Linked DNA regions of Zea mays: region 2 is linked to region 1. Evidence: chromatin contacts called from public Hi-C data. All regions are on one chromosome and are shown on one strand. Each heading gives the region's core, a stretch centred on a gene start, on an enhancer-like site or on the middle of the called end of the contact. The rest is flanking DNA. Distances are from core to core; before and after follow the strand shown.

Region 1 (3,681 bases), core at 220-2,719:
AATTTCTTACTTGCGAATTTTTTTTAAAAAAAACAGGGATCTGGAAAATAAGCTAAAGTGACTAAACAAATTGAATTATGATCTGTTCCATTTCTTTGACCCAGAAGCAACCTGAATAACTAACACAGCCATAAGTTTTCTACAAACACGTTTAAATGGACAACATAAATCTGTGAAAAGATTGAATGAGAACTCATAGCACTCCTTTTACTTTTTAAACTCTAGTAAGAATAAGAATTCACGACATACATTATATAATACGTAACAATTCTAGCAGAAAACTAGCCAAAACAATTAAGGGAGCGATAGGAACATCTGTTGGGAAACATCACATTCGTAAGTGGGGATTGATACAAAATGGACTCATTGCTGCTAAATTTATACAGACTTACCCGTACGCAACATATGGCTCCACCCTGCGCAGCATGTTAATGGTTGCCTTGTTAACCTTGAGGAAGACACCGTTGAAGATCTGCCTCAATCGCAGGAGCTGCAAGATCTTGCGGGTCTTGGGGTGCATGGCATTGATACTACATGACACATTTGACAACAATCAACAGTTGAGCGTAGCAATAGAATCAGCAACCAATGTGAGAGAACCATACCCACGGATGCGAACCACAAACAGAAGCTTGGCCTCTGGGCTCACATAGAACCCACCCTTCAACCGGGCCTCACGCTTGAGCTGCACAAGCTCCTTCTCCTGCACAAAATGCAAATATTATCGCAACATAATCTCTAAGATCCTGCCTTAATACACAAGGCAGAATTTTCAAACAATATACACATGGACAGTGTCCTCGAGTCACGAGAAACTATATTTTTTTCTCTTCCACGTATGATATCGCTAATTAACTGTTTAAAACAGTGCAGTAATCCCATTTTGAATGGGACTGCTATGCGCAGTGTAATTTCAAACAGCCGCAATCCTATATGAAACAAATAAATTTACCAGATCGGACATCATCCTACAAAACCAGTCGAAGCTAAGCAGAGCAGCAAGGAACTGCGAGATGAAGACGGGGCGCACAAATCGTGCTCACCTGGGCGTGGTACTCCTCGGCGTACTGCTTGGCGCGGGCGAAGATGATCTTGCGGCTCTCGAGCGCCTTCTTCCTGTCCGCGAGCGCCTTCTCCTTCTTGTCCGCTGCCCATTGCTCCTCCCGCTTGCGCTTCCGCAGCACAGACTCCGGGACCGCCGCCGCCTTCGCCTCTGCAGCCGACATCTGCGCAGAGAGCCAGACAGCACAAACTCAGATCCGCGCGGATGGAGGCGGAGCTTGGCGCGGCAGAGCGTACCTCTATGACCAGCGTGTGGGTGAAGAGAAGAGGAGGCCGGCCGCCGAGGTGGGAGGAGGAAGGAAATGGCGGCGGCGTGGTCAGAGGAGAGTACTTATGGGAAGGGCGAGCATTAGGGCTTCGGAACGCTCCTGTGGGAGTATCCGACGGCTGCAGTTGGCGGGCTGTCGTATCCGACGGGAGAATGAAATGAACGAAAAGAATGAAGTTTCAGTGACGAGTTGGGCCCCGTCCAGATCGTAGTTTTGGGCCCAATCTGGTCCACTGCGGGCAGGCGGGCAGCAAATTGGGCTTTCGCCTAAAACGTCAAAGAATAGGGAGAAGCCTCGTTTTATGAGGTAGCCCGATAGGGCTTTATCTAAGAAACCATAAAAAACAAAAAGGAAGCGAGGGTCTTGTGACACCCAAAAATCTTATCTCGAAAGTTTATTAAAGTTGTCTAAAGATTTTTAAAAAAAATATATTACTTTTTCTAAACAAAAATGTTTTCGAATAAAAGGTTGAATAAAAAGATCCTCATATGAAATTAGTTATCCTATTTGTTGAATTATATGTTTAAACCCTCTCTAAAAAAGAGTTAAGCAAAATATCTCCTAATAGGGGTTCTATACTAGAAGTTATGTTTCTTTATAGCAGTCAAGCGATGAATATCAAAATCTTGGATGTACTCTTAATGTTACCACACATTTATAATAATAACATTTTCCTAAAGAGAAAGGGTTGTGTGTACTTCACATTTGAAATATGTTTGTAAATAGATGAATAAAATAATTCTTATAACTATAACTTGCATATCATGTTGGAGTTTGTTTGTACATTTACTATGGTGTTTTAAATTCAAAGCCGAATTTTAAATTGAAAATAGAATTAAAAGAAAACAAAATAGGAAAAAAGGACCCAACTAGCCCTAATCCTAAGCGTCGGCCTAGTTCCTCACCTCAACTCGGCCCAAGTGAACCCCCACACCGAGTCACTGACACCCGGGCCCACCCCGCAGCCGCACCATGCATCTCGTGTGCGTCGTATGTTTCTCTGTCGCGTGGGGCCAGGTTGCCATTTGTTTCTTCAACGAATCACATCGAGCCTCACCAGGAAAATAGGGATCCTATTAGGAATCTTAACTGACCCCATCCTCATTGGTTTTATGTGTCGCGATGTTGGGGTATAAAGTACAGTGTGGTGCACGCCCCTTGATCCTCATATGGTGGGCGAACGGGGGGTGAGCTGTGCGGTGGCGTTGAGAGAAGGGCGGAGGGCCGCCGCGGAGACAACTCCGGTGCACCGGTACTGGGGCTTCGGATGGTGGTTAGGGAGGTCCTCCGGGACGTGCTGTCGCTAGGTGGGAAGGAGGTCGCGAGGATCTAAGACTACTTGTCGTGGTCTCTCCTCCGCCGCTGATGGTCGTGCGACGTGGGCAACGCCGCTGCCACCACCGACCCAAGTGAGGAAAACCTTATTTGGTTAGCAATTGTTCTATCCGCATTTCGTTCCGATCAAATTGAGTAGGAGCAACCGAAGGGTTGGGAATCGCTCGCCGGAGTTGGTAAATTGCGGTGGGTCCGCCATGCATCGTGGTAAGGGGACCGAGCCTGTTAATGGGTGTTGTAAGGGTGGTTTCTGGGTTTAGAGTGTTGTGGGTTTCGTTTAGAATAGTTCGGATCAAGGAATTAGGGCCCTGGTGCTCGGTGTATGTGGAATTTGGCCATGGCGTCGGCGAGGGCATGAGGGTGCCGCCGCGGTCTACCGTCGGGTGGAGAAGATGGCGCTCAGCCGTTGGATCCTAATCGATGGATGAGATTAAATCAGAGCACAAGCCTTTGTGGGATTAAGACTGTCCGGTGCACCAGGAACAGTATCCCAACGGCTAGTTCCAGGTGGCACTATGGAGAGAAGACCACCAGACTGTCCGGTGTGAAGTTCGGAGTGTCCGGTGTAAAAAGCATGCGCGCCAACGGTCGCCTGCGGTGTCAGACCAATGACTAGGCGCATCAGACAGTGAACAGTGCACTGTCCGGTGCACCACCGGACTGTCCGGTGTGCCGCAGAGAGCACAACTTTTCTCCAACAACTAGTTTTGTGTTGGGGCTATAAATACACCCCAACCGGCCATTACAAGGTGTGAGAGCCCAAGCAACATACCAAGGCATATAGTAGACATTCCCAAGAGCTCATACACCCAAGTGCTTAATAAAATCACTCGGTGATTAGCATAGGTGCTTTGCGAAGTGCTTAGGTTAGTTAGACCGCTTTAGCGCTTGCTCTAGGTGAACCCTAGTTAGTTGAGTGAGTTTTGTAAAACCACACAATCCCTCGGCTCTTGCACGAGTCGTTGTAATTGTACCAAGTGGGGCGAGAGTCTTGCGGGACCGTGACAACCACATT
Region 2 (3,559 bases), core at 532-3,031, 300 kb before region 1:
CCCTACTGAACTTTATTGCGATCATAAAAAGCAAAAAAAAGAATACAGAGAGTTTGAAGAGACAAAAAATGAAGGAAATTACAGTAGTAGAGGTCTTAGCCATGACAAATCAATCTGGGGAGCCATGAATCGAAACAAAATATCACAGCACTGCAGTGGTTTATTGAATTCAGTCTGGTGGGTGCAGTGCAGGCTTCATTCAGTTGAGGTGCTTGTTGAACCAGCTGACCATGTAGGCGAGGGCCGTCTCTGCGGTCTTGACGGCGAAAGGGTCGGTGGTGTTGTACCTGCAGGCGAACCCGTGCTCGACTCCCTGGAAGATCTTGGCGTAGTAGGGAACCTGTGTGTGCCACCACCACTAGAATAATGAGCTGGCCGGTATCCGATCCACACAGTGTCATTGCAATCAGTCGTAGCTTGGAGCTCACCTCGTGTCTTTCACGCAGCACATGCACGAACCGATACACTTCTTTCGGCGGCGTGGTCGTGTCGTTCTGGGCCCCCAGGATCTCGATCGGCCATTTCACCTCTGTTTCGATTTCGAACCAACACATGCGGTGAGGCTAGTGACGCAGCATAGAAGAAGAGGAGGAGCACACTGCACTGCACTGCACCTTTCATGTCGTCGGCAGTGACGCTGTACGGGTGCGAAAGGCACACAGCTTTGACGTCGCTGGTCTTCCCCACCTCCACGCTCAGCTTCCCTGCCAAGTGCCATGCCAGTGAAGAGGAAGCAGCAGCAACAAGGCCGGATGTGAGAAACAGAACGCTCTATGTGTTGCCTGAACTAAATGGAGGAGTTGGAGTGTTCGTTTCAGTTGGCGTGGATGTCACATACCTCCCCAGCAGTAGCCTCCCACCGCGACGGACTTCCCTTCCTTCTTCAAAGCGGCGAACAGTGGCTTAGCGTCTTCCGCAGCTTTCACCTGTAAAGATCGATAGGATCCCCAACCAACCAATCAATTTTGCTTGCAGTAGTTTCTTGCGATGCGACGCGACGCGAAGAAGAAAAAAAAAAGATGATGGCGATATATATATATATTGATAGGGACAGAGTAACGAAAAGTGCATAGAACAGACCGGAGAGTGAGCCTCGAGCCATTCCGTGAAGTTTTTCTTGTCGTCTAAGTAGTCTCCCTTCAAGAAATCGGGCACGACGACGAAGTACCCTGCCTTGGCGACCTTGTCTGCTATCTGTCTGCGTTATTGAACACCAACCACAGATTTCAGCTAAATCAAGGATGGAATACATATGCTCTGTCTGTTACAAGTCTCCTAAAACTGGGGTACGCCGGAGAAGGAGGAGGAGCAGGAATCGAACGGATGCAGCTATGTACCTGAGCAATGGCGCCTCGTACCCTGCATGCCAGGAATAATCGATTAGAGGGAGAAAGAAAGGAGAGCTTGCTGTCCAAATTTTATTTTTTAAAAAAAAAAGTATGCCCAAACGACTAGAGAGAACTGCGAGAGCGTGTGGTACGGACCGAAGACGTCGGAGGCGAGGACGACGGCGCGGCTCGAGCTCGCGGCGCCGCTGACGTAGGCCCTGAGGCCACCAGGGAGGTCGTGGACGACCTCGCCGGCCTCGGCCAGCTGGCGGCCGTGGATGGACCGGTCTGGCGGGTTGTCCAGGCACTGCGAGTGCGCCTCGGCGGTGGTGGCCGCCGCCGCCGCGAGCACGGCGGCGAGGCAGAGCAGAACCTGCGCGGAAGAAGGCATGGCGCTTGCCGCTTGGAGAGTTGGACGACCTGATGCAGTGGAACAAGAATAATGGTTGTGGGATGTGTTGTGGCTGCCGCATCCCGGCGTTGCGTGCGATATAAATAACACAGGGGCAGCGGGTAGGTTTGGTGGGGAGGGAGCACCGGAGCAGGGAAGAGACATGGCGCATCACGCATCACGCGGTTTAAATTTTGTTATGGACAATGCCATGTGGGCGCGCCAATCAGCACATGGCAGGAGCAAGCAACTGGTGCGCGCACGCTTTAGAGCCGCACCAGCTTTTTTTAATAAAAAAATTGATTAAGAAACGTATCTAAATACTACTTTAGTTTTCGAATATTTATCGTCTGTCAATTTATTATGTGAACTAAACAGCGACAAATAAAAAATAACGTAGGGAGTAGCTAGCTTGATGTGGATGTGCTTGTGGAATGCGGATTACGGATTGGAGCAGAACCTCTACGAATAGGAGAGAGATATTTCAAACAGCACCGCCTATACTTGCTGGTAATTAAACAAACTTTATAAAATATTCCGTCAGTATCAAACATAGTTCTTTGTAGCCTATTTTTTTCGTCCACATTCAATTAAATGATAATGAATATATATACATATGTGAAAACTACATTAATATGTTACTTAATGATAATATGATTAATCTAAAACGAATTAAATTTTGGTATATTTTGGTATGGAGGGAGTACAAAACAGCAGAGGAAAGGAAATGCAAATCATTACCGTTTGACCCTATAGGCAATGATGCCACGAGGGGCACGTGCACGGGCAAAGCCATGATTTAAGTACAGGAGGGACAAATCAAATTGAAGGGGGTTGTTGAGAGGTATTTTACATTGTTAACATGGGATTAGCTGGTAAAATTAGTGGCTCTTATAGAATTAGGAGAGTATTATGGGGACATTGCCCCCCTCTGCCCTCCGTGGCGTTGCCCTTGGGCACGTGTGCAGCAGTGCAACTACCTTCAACATCCAACCTGGTACACGGTGGCAGCACAAAAATATACATGTTTAATGAACTTTCATTGTTTCGAATGCTCCAAGACATATGTCCTAGAATGAGAAAATTCGCTACGGTTTCAGGATGAGAGGTGTAAGGATCTGGTACGTCTAGAAGGGACTGAATAGGCTACCTATAAAAATTCATCTCAAGAAAATGTTAACTCCCTGAACGACACTACTGCTCTAAGCCTGGCAGTACCGGATAACCTTAAAACTCAAACTGATGTCAAACTTTTGCAAATTCTAACAAAATATATAACTAACTTATACCTTGAATATGAAGCTAAAACTAGAGAAGCACAGGAAGCAGAGAGCACGTCCTAGAAAGATGTTCAAGTACGAACTACTAAACCCTAACAACTCAAGTAAACATTTCAGATCAGCACACATTGACATATATTTTATCTCGTGGTTCAGCTTGCCACAAAGACCCGCCTACCTTCATGTTGTTGAGGAGAGCCACAAAGGCAAAGTGGTCATACATCCTTCCTCAGTCTCAAACCAAGATCTCTCACTCTTAGTATGGGAGCGTTTTTCACTATAAATGAGGTGACTTACAGAAATCCAAGGCTACAACAACACTTGAGCTCGTGGAGGATGTTACACGTCGGTTAGAAGCAAGCTCCAAGAATCAAGAGGTGAATGCCAGTCTTGAGAAACTCCAGTGCTCAAAGGTGAACTGAAGAAGACTTAGGGTTCTTGTTATTCTAAGTGTTCTTCTCAGTTTGAGTGGGAGAGCATCCAGAAATTTGAGCAAGAGGATGGAGCGATGGAAAGAGGGTTTCAAAAGAGACAAGGAGGTATAAGTAGCCTTTCTGCCA

The links. A called contact is a pair of places that touch in the nucleus more often than the background predicts.
Region 2: a contact with region 1 is called in a Hi-C map of leaf, with 6 times the contacts expected there. The contact joins the promoter of LOC103653384 here to the promoter of LOC100282330 in region 1. A contact is called at or near these places in 3 of 25 Hi-C or Micro-C datasets (ear, leaf and tassel).

What each region holds. Positions count from the first base shown.
Region 1 is chr4:72,776,114-72,779,794 of Zm-B73-REFERENCE-NAM-5.0, reverse strand. It overlaps LOC100282330 (60S ribosomal protein L7-like), which reads right to left and starts at 1,469. Exons shown (of 6, transcript NM_001374450.1): 1 at 1,300-1,469; 2 at 1,044-1,226; 3 at 606-703; 4 at 393-530. The coding sequence starts at 1,226.
Region 2 is chr4:73,076,680-73,080,238 of Zm-B73-REFERENCE-NAM-5.0, reverse strand. It overlaps LOC103653384 (endo-1,3(4)-beta-D-glucanase-like), which reads right to left and starts at 1,781. Exons shown (of 7, transcript NM_001301451.2): 1 at 1,485-1,781; 2 at 1,338-1,359; 3 at 1,081-1,198; 4 at 839-926; 5 at 615-704; 6 at 429-529; 7 at 1-340. The coding sequence starts at 1,719. The coding sequence ends at 200.